2 separate regions of the Macaca mulatta genome follow, and region 2 is linked to region 1. The links are chromatin contacts, called in public Hi-C maps. All regions are on one chromosome and are shown on one strand. Each heading gives the region's core, a stretch centred on a gene start, on an enhancer-like site or on the middle of the called end of the contact. The rest is flanking DNA. Distances are from core to core; before and after follow the strand shown. Region 1 holds the start of ARHGAP5 (Rho GTPase activating protein 5). Region 2 holds the start of LOC144330202.

Evidence for each region. Hi-C and Micro-C count contacts between places; a contact is called where the count stands out from the background.
Region 2: a contact with region 1 is called in a Hi-C map of fetal cortical plate, with 4 times the contacts expected there. The contact joins the promoter of LOC144330202 here to the promoter of ARHGAP5 in region 1. A contact is called at or near these places in 4 of 14 Hi-C or Micro-C datasets (CD4 T cells, fetal cortex germinal zone, fetal cortical plate and 1 more).

Annotation. Positions count from the first base shown.
Region 1 is chr7:105,176,710-105,183,654 of T2T-MMU8v2.0, reverse strand. It overlaps ARHGAP5 (Rho GTPase activating protein 5), which reads right to left and starts at 4,172. Exons shown (of 7, transcript NM_001198663.2): 1 at 4,094-4,172.
Region 2 is chr7:105,296,228-105,303,172 of T2T-MMU8v2.0, reverse strand. It overlaps LOC144330202, which reads right to left and starts at 3,146. Exons shown (of 2, transcript XM_077940884.1): 1 at 2,772-3,146. The coding sequence starts at 3,108. It overlaps LOC114679738 (U6 spliceosomal RNA), which reads left to right and starts at 3,227; the gene lies at 3,227-3,333. It also overlaps the pseudogene LOC114680083.

The DNA.
Region 1 (6,945 bases), core at 2,923-5,422:
GTCATGCTCGCTGTCTCTCCACAAAAGTTAAAAGATCTTTTAAGGGAGTAATATTTTATACTTTTTGTATCACTCAGTGCCTCGCTGCTCAATAAAATATTGGTCAGGGATAATAAAACAAGCTAAGGCTAATCTAACACTAGAAAAATGAATATCTATTTTTACCATTAACTCTTCATGATGAAAAGCTTGAGACTCTAAGCAAGTGACATACTAGTCAAATTTTAACCATGAAATTACGAGGTTATGCTCTTTTTCCCAAGTAATAATTCTACGAAGTAAAACATACATATATGACCAAGCATTAACAATCTGTTTCATTTCACTGCAAATCTAAGTATTGTAGACAGCTTCCAAAACACAGTAGGGGGAAAAAAAAAAGGTTATCCTTTTTGGTTCTCTCTTACATCTAAACTCCTACTTGCAATTAAAACTCAAAATGTTTCTTCTTCTATGAAGGATTCCCAGAGGTCCTGAGAAAAACAGGCATTCTTTTTTCTTCACATCTTAATACTTTTAACTATTTACTCCTTTACACAGCTTGAGCTATTATACCTGTATCTAATTTATCTTGGTAATTCCAGGGTTGGCACATAGTAAGCGCTAAATAAAAGTAATCTGAACTAATGAATAACAAATCAGAGACTTAAAAAAAGTTAATGTAGATGGTTTTTTTTTTTTTAGGGGCTTTTTCTTAAACTTTAAGTTCAGGGGGACACGTGCAGTTTGTTATAAAGGTAAACTCATGTCAAGGGGGTTTGTTGTTACCCAGGTATTAAGCCTAGTACCCATTAGCTATTTTTCTTATATTTAAATAATAAATATTTTTCTTATATTTAAGTTAAATATTCTTATATTTAAATACAATACATTTAATACATAAAAACAAAAGCTGTCCTGGTTTGGGAGGGTGGGTTGTCATAGGAAGTCTCAAGGAATCTAGGAAAAAACCCACAGGAATCCAAGGAACAGAGTTTGAAAACCAATTAAAGTTCGTACTTAAAATTCTTAGCATTGAAGCGTTTTTCTTAATTTCTAATATGGTTTTTCCTACTTCAATAAAATGATCGACAAAAGCCTGCACTTAAGAGCCTGATTACTCAAATTACTGAATGATGAATCACTTTATTGATGTTTCTTCACAGTTCTTTTAGAAATTAAATTCCCTTGGTGTACTGTAAATATATATTACAAGTATCTTTTAGAGACATAGACATCACTAAAACAGAACATTGTACAATGCTTCTTCAGCCAATTATATTACTGCACACCTTCTTGGTATGCAAAGAAAAAACTGCGGACCATACAACCCAAATAAATAGTTCTTAAAATAGTATCTGTGGAAACTAGAGTTGTGACAAAACTTATTCTGTAGCTACCAAGAAAATCTCTATTATGCCATTTCATATTTAAGAAGTGATCACTAAAGGCCAACACTCATCTTACATCCTGCTAATGATGGAAAAGTTTAGTAAAGTCTTTATGAGACCTTTTTCTTCAATTAAAAAAGTGAGTTAGAAAACTTATTATAAGCTGTATCGCTACTTCAAATCCAAAAATGGAATGCAAATACAATATTCATTCCTTAAATAATCTTACCTTTCAAGGTCAAAATAACTCTCCAAAAAAATGTGCTAATACGCTTTTCAAACACAAGTAAGAAGGGAAGACGGTTTTCAAAACACTTAAGTATTTTGTGACATAATTAAGGTAATAATTTTGGAACACATTTTAAAAATTGCTAAGGTCGTTTAAATGGGGAGGGGCACTACAAAACTCATAAAGATAACAGAATTCTGCCACAATTCTTACATCAAAGGGTAACCCACTTCACTCCCCAGTACTCTTAATAATTAATGCACAGAGAATGGCAAAATAAGACATGTTGATCTGGGTTTAAAAACGTAGCCTACACAAGACAACCAAATCAATAGTTATTTAATCATCTGTACCGTCTGATTCCACTTTAAGTCAATTAGATCAATAGTGCTATTTCTTGAAAGTTACAAGCATAGGTATGCGCAGCCTTTCACTCCAGTGTGTTTAGTCATAAATTGCTCCAGTATCTTTGCAAGTTTTTGGTGACACATACTTACCACTCTTTGTACTATAGATAAAGGTAATGGAGGTCAATTAGTATACAAAGGATAGATGAAAGCAAAAAATGAGAAAGGAATTTAAAATGAAAGCAAAATCTTACTCAGAAAACTGTCCAGTAGGTTACCTATACGGTTAGTATGGTTATCTACAAACACTGAATAAGAATACCGTTTTATGGTATTAAAGTACAAATAAACTGGAATTAACAGCAAAAGGTTTCATTAACATATTTTTAAACCAAACATTATTCCAAATGTTGCATCTAGATGAAATTTTTGTTAGGAGAACCATTTTAAATGGAAATGTAGAGCAATCTCCCATGAAGTGAACCAGATCCTTCAGGCGGATAAACACCACCTAACACCTAACTGTTCTAACTGAATACTGGTTCTGGACTTAAGAGGAACTGACAAACTCGACCCCCCCCACCACCCGCCACCTGTAGAAGGCAACATAAGCAAGTACTAGTAAATACAGCGAAGCATTTTGCTGTTTTACACCTGAATATTTTTTTTTAAATTCAGTTTCCCACCTATCACAAAGGAAAAAGTAAATGATCGATGAGAATTTAAACTTAAAACGTGAGCACAAACCCATCTATATGCCTATCTTGCTCTGTCTCAAAATATTTGAATTCCCATTTATTAAGCTATGGCCAAATCCGAATTTCTATCACATGGTAGAAGTATAAGCGTCTCCCCTACAACTTTCTCGGGATTTTACTAAATGTCCTAATAACAGTTTGCCCTTACTTCCGTGCACCTTTCAACCTCAGCTACCCCCGTGCCTTCAGCTCTCCTGCATTTCTAATAACGCTGGAGAGGGAGGGTGAGAGGGAGTATTTCTGTGTGGATAAGTGCGCGCGCGCTCCCGCGCGGCTCCCCACCCCCACCCCGATACTTTTCTTTAGTGGAAAGAGAAGAAGAATCTGGAGGTTATTCTAGCGAAAACTCAGTATCAAAGCCTCAACCCAGTCGCAGTCAGCCCATAGGACTCTGGGCTCTGGTTGCGCAGTACAACTTCTCAGATCTTACTCCAAGCTTCAAAGCGGATGGAAAATTGGTGAAGAGAACCCAGGGAGGAGTCGGGGAGATGAGGGAAAGTGAAAGGGCCGATCCCCCTACAAGGCGTTTAAGTTTGCAACCGAGACTGTTTCTGAGAATCTCCACCCGCCCCGTGTACCCCCTTCCAGGTGGAACTCGTTAACAGCAGCAACCCGGCCAACGGACACCGCCACCTCCCCTCCCGATGGACCACCCGAGACCCGAGCAAGTGAGGCGACGGGCGAGAGCGGACGCCTGGCGGGGCCGGCGATCCCCGGCCAGCACCAGGCCTCCGCCGACCCTGGCCCCGTCACCTGTGGAGAAAGCACCCCCTCCCCCGGCCTCTCTGCCCTTCACGCCGACCGTATCCCTAACGCTGCAGCTGCTGCCCGCCCGGCCTGCGAAAACCGAATGCAACGCCAGGCTCCCCTCGGCGGCCGCGGGGCCCCAGCCCCTTCAACTGGTTACAACCGGCAGCGGCGACCGAGCGGGGCAGCTAGCCGCAGGAGGGTCCCCGTCTGGGAGGGGGCAGGCAGGCTCGGAGGAGCGGGAGCCGCAAGGTCCTACCTAACAACGTCGGTCTCCTCGGTCTCCACCTCAACGGCAGCGGCCCCGGCGGTGGCGGCGGCAGCGACATTCCTGGGGAGCGCTCCCGCCGCCGCCACCTCCTCCTCCACTCTCCGCTCGCCTCTCTTCCCCGGCGCGTTCACCGAGCGGCGCGTCCCTTCAGCCACCTCCCCCCGCCCTCCCCGACACACACGCCCCGAAACCCTGAGCCCCACGGCTCCCGCAGCCAGCTCACCCACCCTTCTTCCCTCCCTCCCGCCACCAGCCTTGGCCCCGTCCCTCCCCCCTTCCCCAGCGCCCGCCGCCGCGCCGGGCTCAGTAATGGCGGCCACTCGGGCTCCCTCGCGCTGACGGATTTCTCTCCCTCTCTCCCCGAACTTTACCTCAGCATCTCTCCCGGCGCGCGCAGCCACACACCCGACCGGGGGCGGAGCGGCGGCGCAGCCTGCTCGGGACGCGCGCGCGCGCGCACCCGCGCTGCCGGCCCCACAATCCCCCGCCCCCGCCCCCTCACCTCGCGACACCTCCCGCGCCGCGCGCCCGGCACGGCCCCGCCCCTGCCCTCGTCTCCCGGGAGCCTGGGAAGGCGCGAGCGATCCAGTCGGAGGGAGGGGGCGAGCGCGCGGGACCGCGTCCTCGCTCGCGTCCCCGCTCCCTCCTCCCCTCTGCTTCCCCCTCCTCTCCGCTCCCCCATTGGCTTCTGCCCCTCCCCCTTCTTCCTCCGCCTCTCCCACCATTGGTTCCCTCTCCTACTCCATTCCTTCTCACCTTTTCCCTTTTACCCATTGGCGTGAGTATTTTTCCTCAGCTTCCCTCTTTCTCCGTATTCCGTTCCTCCTCAGTCCCATCCTCCACGCTTTGGAAGCTGCTGCCTTGCTGCCCGGAGCGCCGTCGTCCCCGAACCTCCCCTGCTTTCTCCCTTTCCTTCTGTTCCGGTTTCTGGTCGTAACTCAGGAGCAAACCACCGTACTGCAAAGGAACCAGATATTGTGCTCGCGGTTTCAAACCGGGCATGGGCACCGAATGCTTCTCGATAAATCCCCTTACGGTCTCTGAGCATTAGAGAATGCAAGGGAGGAAAACATGCGCCCAAGCTGGTTCGCAGGAACATGCTCGCGTGTCTCCGCCTGTGTGCGCGGCCAGTTTTCTGGCTGAGGATCGCTTGCCAACTACAGACATCACCCGCCCAGGACCCGGTGCCACACTCACCCAGAAGACGAAACTCCACAGGAGCGAGAAAAGGAGTCCATTTCTCCGCCGGCACCACGCGGGGATGCAGGCCCCTGATTCAGTACGTTCTGTGGAAGTGGAGCGAGAAGCCAAGACTTGGGGCGGGTCTCAGGGTGGCCCAAAAGACCCTGTTCACGCCACTACCAGCCTAACTTTAGGAACTGTCGGCCACCTGGCTTTTATTATACCGCCTTAAACATACTTTGAGACTCTAGAAATTTCACAAGTCTCGAGATAGAGCACACTGGGCTTTGGGTGTGTTTCTCATGAGGGCACTGGCGCTGAATGGTGCAGTGAGAAAGGACGGTCGAAACCACTGCCTTTGCTTTTACCATTGAAGAAACTGAGGTCCTGTGACTTTCCCGAGGTCATCGGAATCTGCCTTACACAGGAGACTTAAAATAGTTGCCAGCAGATAAAAGAATGAGCAAAACCACATCTACTCCAATTTGTTAAGTCTAAAAGAAAGTAATTGAGGGGGGATTCCTCTTTGGGGAAAGATTTATTTCCTGCATTGAAAATAGTTTATTGTTAGTAAACATATAAAAAGTATTTTAAATTCAAGTTATTCTTTATTTTTTACGTTACATAAGGTAATGAAGTTAGCCAAGGTTGCTTTTTAGTGTTATAATGATGCAGCTGCTGCCAACCAGAAGTACATTTACGGTCTGTCAGTAAAGAAAACAAAAACTGCCTGTTGGTAAAAATCTGTTAGAAAATATTTGTCAGTAAATCTGTCACAATATTCCAGCAGAAGTTCTGTTTGTTTTTCCGTCCTTCTGCCCCTGTTCATATTTCTCAAAGGTAAACTTAATAAAGGTAGAAGAGACATTTCTAATTTTTCTATATATCTCTTGCTCCCTAATTTCTAAAAGGCATGACTAAAATCCCTTATTCGAGCATCTGAATCCTCCCTACCAAGTAGGTTAAGAGTAGGTTAGGTAAGGTCTGTAGCTACTTCTTTCTTTCAGTTACAAATTGTAGGTGGGAAAGAAGGGTACGGAAAGAAACTTGCAATGAAAGTAAACAGAAAAAAGTAAAAAAGGAGAGAAGGGAATTTGGTGGGTGATCCAACCATCAAAATGTGGTATTAATGCCATAGGTATCTACACCATTTATATAAGTTGGAAAGTTAATGCACTCCAACGCATTTTTTATCTTTGTACTAAAAGCCCTTAAGAATACCTGAAGTAAACATATAGAAAGTATTTTAAATTCAAGCTATTCTTTATTTTTTATGTTATGTAAGGTACTGATGTTTGCCAAGGTTGCTTTTTTAGTGTTATAATGATGTAGTTCAAAGTCATAACCTGAATAAGATGTTAAGTACTATACAGTGTATACCCTAAAGATACTTTAAAAATTATGTCCTAAATAATCAGAAATTTTAATAACCATGGACATGTATCAACATAAAAGCCAAATAAATCAGGGCTTCTAAAGAAAACATTAAAAAGGTGTAATGTTCAGTTACAGGTCATGATACTGGAGGCGGGGAAGACTTGAAATCTCGTTTATTTTCTTATAATGAAGACACCAGAAGATATTAAAAAAAAAAAATCACGATTTCCAAACAATGATTTTCATAGTCGACATTATTTTCAGTTCTTTATCTTGATTTAGGGAGCCTGGAAATGTAGGACTTTGTTTCTTATCAATACTAATAGTCTAAAGGTGCTTACCAGTACAAATAAGTTATTGTATGTAATTTGCTCTTCTCAAAAAATAGAGTTTTCTATATCAATAAAAATCTGAAATGGGAATTGGGGGCCAGAATTCTGTAGCTAATAATGCTTATATATCTATAAATGAAAGGCATTAAGGAGCAGGAGGAAAAATATATAAGATGGCATCTTTAAAAATTGATCAGGAGCCAAGACTTCAGAGAAAAAGTTTTAAAACACCCACCCTCCCTACTCAAAAGGAGAATTTTTAAGAAAATAGGTAACTTATTTACACACATGCACGTGTGCACACAGAAATATGGGAGAGAAATGGAATAAAT
Region 2 (6,945 bases), core at 1,897-4,396, 120 kb before region 1:
CAAAAAGATATCTCACAGACACTCTGGCAATTAAATCAGAATCTCTTGCCAGGCACAGTGGTGTGCACCTGAAAGCCCAGCTACTTGAGAGGCTGAGGCAGGAGGATCACTTGAACCCAGGAGTTCCAGAGCAGCCTAAGCAACATAGTGAAGACCCTGTCTAAAAACAACAAAGCCAGAATCTCCAGGGGAGGACTCAGTCACTTGTATTTTTAAAAGCTCTTGTGATTGCAACCTGCCGACCAGGTTGAACCTTTGTTCCCCACCTGGAGTTCACCAATTTCACACCAGGTGACGCTGGTCATTGATGCTGTGGTTCTAAATGACTCATCTGTTCCTTGCTAAAGAGGATGTGAGGATTTAGGATGAGTTTCTTCTTCTTTTTAATTAGAGCAAAATTCCTGAAGAGGAAATGACCTGTGGTTTTTTACTTTCAATTGTGTCACATCACTGAATGTGCCCTTTCTGTGAGTAAAAAGAAAAAGAACAAGGTCAGCTTTCTATATAGTGTGTGCTGTTTTGTTGCAGTCAAATGAGCAGAACTCAGAAACATAATTGTAAAATGGCAGGCTTTATCTTTTTCTTTGTAGTTTACTGCAAATAGTATGACCTCGTAATACTACAAGTGGTGCAGTAAAAAGAGCAATGAATTTGGCATAAGAAGATGGTAGGACCAGTGGCCAATCTTGCCCAAGGAGGTCACTACACTTATATCAGCCTCAGTTTCCTCTTCCAAAAAATAAGATACATCTCTTTGGATCTAAAATGTCATTGATTGCGAAATGCACCATAGTTTTACATGTCACAAAGAAAAGGTAGTTGTTTTATTTCAGTTAATGTAAATAATGAAAATTATGTTTATTGATGAGTTCAAATGTTCCAGAATATAAAAATAAAACATTTGTCTCATTGAAAAAATCCTTTAATTTCTTAAAGCCAATTTGTTAATAATGCCTATTAAGCAAGGCTCATGGTGAGGGTGGGGGGCCAGAGCGCGGTGACTCACGCCTGTAATCCCAGCACCTTGGGAAGCCGAGACGGATGAATCACCTGAGGTCAGGAGTTCGAGACCAGCCTGGCCAACATGGTGAAACCCCGTCTCTGCTAAAAATACATAGACGGGGTATGGTGGCACAGGCCTGTAGTCCCAGCTACTTGGGAAGGTGAGGCACGAGAATCACTTGAACCTGGGAGGCGGAGGTTGAAGTGAGCCGAGATCACACCACTGCACTCCTGCCTGGTTGACAGAGTGAGGCTCCCGTCTCAAAAAAAAACTCATCCTTCTCAAATGAGTCAAATCATACAAAATATTATTTACTTAAATAGCCACCTACCTCATAAATTTCCTATAAAGATTTGATAAAGAACACTATTTCCTCCTAAAAAAAAAGTGATTGGAAATTCATACATACTTAACCGCGGGTACTAATACCAGAGTTGTTTTTCTCAAAATGCAAATACGGGATCTTAAATAGTTTTGAGTTTAGCAGAAGCCAATAGGGTTTTAATGTTGCAAGTGTGCAGTGTGAAGACATGCTGAACTCAAAAATGTTTAAGATCTCCTATTTGCATTTGGCAAAAACAACTTTAATCTAGCCTAAGAAAAGTAATTTCCTAGAACAAGTAACCCAACAACTATGGAAAGCACCTGGTCATAGGATCAAATGATCCAGAGACTCAAGTGGTATCAACACTCTTTCCTAATTTATTTCCCTGATCTTATTATTCTCTCAATCTCTCCCAGGGGATACAGAACTTAGCCACCATAGGCCATGGGGTTACATCCTTATAACTCACAAACTCACAATGTTTGTTTATAAACATTGGTTAATGGGTACAAAGCTACAATTAAAGAAGAGGGAAAAAATTCTGATATTCTATTGCACAGTAGGGTGAAGACGGTTAACAGTAAAATTTTGTATACCACAAAATAACTAGAAGAGAGGCTACTGAATGTTCTCACCACAGAGAAAGGATAAATGCATGAGATGGTGGATACATTACCCTGGTTGGATCGTTATACAACATAGATATGTATCGAAACATCAAATTGCACCCCGTAAATATGTACAATTACAATGTGTCCTCAAAACAAAACAAAAAGCAAGCAAACCACCAGACCAGACCTTCTACTTGGATATTGTTCATGGGTGTATCCTAAAACCATTAAAGGAAAGATTTCTGGGAAACTTTATAGTGTGAGGGGTCAGACGGCTGACCACCTGCACCCACAGGTTAGGGGTAGGCATCACTCACACCGGGACAGCCAGCAGATACACGACTCTCGCTGAGGTGCAGTAAGCACACACCCTACCACTGTTTGAAGCCGTGCGGGCTTCAAAACAAAACACAACACAACTGAACCAGAATCGAATGAGTCCATCACCCCTAACTATAAATTTTCAAGAAACATGGAGGCTAGAGAAACAAGTTAAACGACACTATCCGTAAGTAATGGGCCAAATCCCAAGATCTGTGACATTCCACAGGGCAAATATCCCTCAGTATATGAATGACATGAAGAAAAACGAGGCGAGGGCAATTAGAGGACAACAGAGACCCAGGGTGGTAGCAACCAAATACAACGTGGGACCTTGTTTGAATCTTTGTGACAATTCGACTGTAATAAGGAATTTCTGAAATAAGGAAATTTGAAAGTAGACTGAATATTAGGTGCCATTAAGGAATTAACTTTTCTAGGTGTGATAATGGTAGGTTAATTACTTTTTTAAAAAGAATTACTCGTCAGAGGAAGTTTATGGTGAAACGACCTGTTCTAAAGGTGTCGCGCCGACCCCGGGCCGGCCCTCCCGGTGCCGCAGGAGCCTCGTTATCACGGTGTCTCCAGCTCGCCTGGGCGCTGGACCCCGCCGCGCGGTCCGAGGCGGCCGCAGCGTTGGTAGCTCCCGGCATGCTCCGCGGGCTGAGCTCCACGGCAAGAGAATTCAAAGCCCCGGGCCTGGGTTCCACGCGGGGCCCCTTACCCAAGGTGCCCCGGGCGCTCATTTGCATGTCCCACCCAACAGGTAAACCTGACAGGTCAGTCGCGGCCGGGTACGGCCTGGCGGTCAGAGCACCAAACGTACGAGCCTTGTGATGCGGTTCCATTGCATGAAATTCTCCTAAAGGCCCCAAGATGAACGGGAAAGCGCGCGGTTCGCTCACCGTAACTAAAACAGGTGAGAGACTCCCGTGCCTTATAAGGCCTGTGGACGGAGACAATTGCGTGCTCGCTTCGGCAGCACATATACTAAAATTGGAACGATACAGAGAAGATTAGCATGGCCCCTGCGCAAGGATGACACGCAAATTCGTGAAGCGTTCCATATTTTCGCGGTTCACGAAGGTTGCTGGACAAGACACGGTGGTGTTTGTGGAGGCTGTTCAAGATTTCTCTGGACCTGCATTTTCCTGCTCGCGGACTTAGCCTAGTGGACATCTACGACGCTGTCTGGGCCTCCCACCGGTTCTGTCTCCCGGTGGGCTCCCTTCCTCCACAGCCTCCATCTTCAAGGCGCCCAGTCACGTTACTATTAAGTTACCCAGGTGATCCTCCTATCTGCATCCAAATACTTGTTTTCATTGAGTAAAATATGCTTTCAGGCTGGGCAATGAACATTCCTCCTAATCGAATTTCCCATCACAGAATCTGTCCGATTTATGTAAACCGGCCTTTCTAAGTACTTCTTAGAGGATACATGAAAACAGAAGACTCGTGAAAACAGATCCAGAATGGCCTTGCTACTTGTGGCCAGTATTCAAATGGGTCCTGGAGCTCTTAAATCTATAGGCAAAGGCCAACATTGACCTCCAATAATACCAGTCCTTAGTAGCATTCCTTTCCTTTGTGCAGCTCGCAGTCTAAGAGAAAAAGGATGTAAGCACTCAGGTCTAAAATGATGGAGAATGGCACAAAGTAGGCGCCAGAAATGAGCGCTAACGTTTCCTTCCTTTAGTAGAGATTTATTAGTTTAGGAAAGATTTAGTAAGGAGTCATTGAACAATTCATATGCCAGGTGGTCTTCTATTGAACAAAAGCCAAACAAGCTGGGGCTCTGGAGTTTGTGTTGTTTGGGGAGACAAGACCGTAAGTCTATTTCAGAATGAAAAGTTCAATGAAGAAGGCACAAGGTGACCTTTCTCCATTTCCAAAATGCGCATTAACGATATATTCGCACACGACATTCCACGGGTGACTCTGCTCCCTTCCCACTTCATAGATCTCCTTACACAAGTTTTTTGTAATGAAAACCACAATTTCGTCATTGGGTGCCACCCATTTTTGCTTAGATTCACACTATTTCCTTAGTGCTAGTTAGCAGATATTGAAATGATTATCGAAGACTACGCAAAAATATGGAACGCTTCACAGCGTTCCATATTTGCGTGTCATCCTTGCGCAGGGGCCATGCTAATCTTCTCTGTATCGTTCCAATTTTAGTATATGTGCTGCCGAAGCGAGCACGCAATTGTCTCCGTCCACAGGCCTTATAAGGCACGGGAGTCTCTCACCTGTTTTAGTTACGGTGAGCGAACCGCGCGCTTTCCCGTTCATCTTGGGGCCTTTAGGAGAATTTCATGCAATAGAACCGCATCACAAGGCTCGTAAGTTTGGTGCTCTGACCGCCAGGCCGTACTCGGCCGCGACTGACCTGTAGGTTTGCCTGTTGGGTGGGACATGCAAATGAGCGCCCGGGGCACCTTGGGTAAGGGGCCCCGCGTGGGACCCAGGCCCGGGGCTTTGAGTTCTCTTGCTGCGGAGCTCAGCCTGCGGAGCATGCTGGGAGCCTGGCAGTCCGTGCGGCAGCAGTGGAGCGCGGAGGACCGCGCCGGTCTGGAGCGCTTGGCGTCTCTCCGAAGCCTCTCTGGGAGCTAGGGAGGCGGCTGGCCCGCTAGGTCACTAGGTCCAGCAGGGGTCCTCCCCAAAACATGGAAATTTTCACCGATATTTCGCCAGTGACACTGGGGCCTTGTGCCAACAGACTTTGCCGAAGTGAGCCCAGAGTTCAACTCTCTGGGAGAGTCCTTACAACGACTCGACCACTCAGTTCTGGAGCGGTCGGCACCACGTTCTAAGCTGCCGTGGACTACACTGGCATCTGCGTGACTGTCTCCTGCCGGTGTGCACAGGCGCCCGTCGGGTCGGGAGCTGAGGACTTGGACAGGGCGGCCACACCGCTCTAGTACAGCAACTCCTCCGTCCATTCTGCGCAGGGGCCTCTGGGGTCAGGGGACGGAGGAGCCCGGGCGAGTAGCCACGCCCCTTCACAGGTGTCTTCCCTCGACCGCTACTTTCGCCCCTGGCAGCCAAACACAGGAACGCTGAAAAACAGGCTGAGAGGTGAATTTGAGGAATTACATCGTTCCCTTAGAGTTGAACTGGAGAAGCATTCTTGTACGTCCTTATACCTCCCGGCACTCTAATCCTAACCCTGTTAGAATACAAACGTACAGGACAGACCTACTGTCAAGAAATACTCTGTTAGTGTTAAATATTCTCATTTTTAACTACAGCAAAAATCATACTGTTCAAGTCATATCCCTGAGCGTTGTGAGATGAGGGCCAAAGATCAAAGCCTCTGGTATTTATTTGGTTACAGTATTTCATATATTGAAGTAAGTGAAGGGCAAATGTTTGCCTGTGTTGCGTTAAAACGGCACCTTGAATGAGGACTATGGCACATTTACCAATAACTGGAGTTTTGCTGCTTTTTCTCCTTCCTCTGGTCGTTTTACCCCTTCCTGAAAACAATATTTTGAAGTAGAAACCTACTAAAAATCAGTAATTGAGAAAAATTTTAATTGGTATCCAATTTTCTGATGTATCAAAAGAAAATAGTGTGAAATCATACGAGTTTCTGGTATTGCTGAGCCAAAAACAGAAAAAGGAACAGAAAGGTAAGCCCACAGGAATTATTGCTAAGCCTATCTTTTTCCGTGTTTGTGGTTGTAATTCTTTTCTTTCACAGCTTTTGAAAAGTAATAAAAACACTATTTGAGGTATCCCTCAAAAAAATTAGGCAAAAACGACATTCCTGTTGAGTTAAATTGCCCAATTACAAATCAAATGTGGTTTGATATATTTCTCATAATGCTGTCTTTCCAATAAGCTGTTTCTGCTTTGTGACTTCAAAGCTAGGAAGCAGTAAATCGATGTTCAATTTTATGATTTGAAGAAGAATATAAAAATTCTTTCATGTTCTCTCTTTAAAACCTTACAACTAATCAGCTTATTAAAGGATACATGGTCAGAAGAATCTATAGTTAGAAGGACGATCAGAGTTACAGGGTCATGAACTTGATGTCCCTACAAGCTATATGGGCCTTCAGAGTTAAGCTGCATTCCCGGATGACTACTTATAAACTCTTTCCATTCTGAAAAGAGGGAAAAGACTTAGCACATACAAGAAAAAGAAATGTTTGAAGGTTGGCAGGAGATAAATCCATTGGGGAAAAAAAATCTTTACAAATGGTTGTAGGCCTGGTGAAGTCCCAGAGTTTTGTGAGGCCAAGGTGGGAGGACCCCTTGAGACCAAGTGTTCAAGACCACATGGGCAACTTAGTGAGACCCCAGCCTCCCTATCTCTCTCTATATATAGAGAGATATCTCTATATATAGATATATAGAGATAAATATAAATATATATTATATATGTTTATATAGATATGTTTATGTATTATATTTCTATATATAGATCTATATTTATAATCTTCAGGTATATACACCCAATATATACCTCTCTATATCTATAATTATACACCCAGTATATCTATATATAAATGTATAGATACTTACAGCGATGTAAGTAATTGGGCATACATATATCGACATTTGTGTGTAATTAGGCAATTTAACTCAACGGGAATGTCATTTTTGCCTAATTTTTTTGAGGGGGAAAGAACATATTGTTTTTATTACTTTTCAAAAGCTGTGAAAGAAAAGAA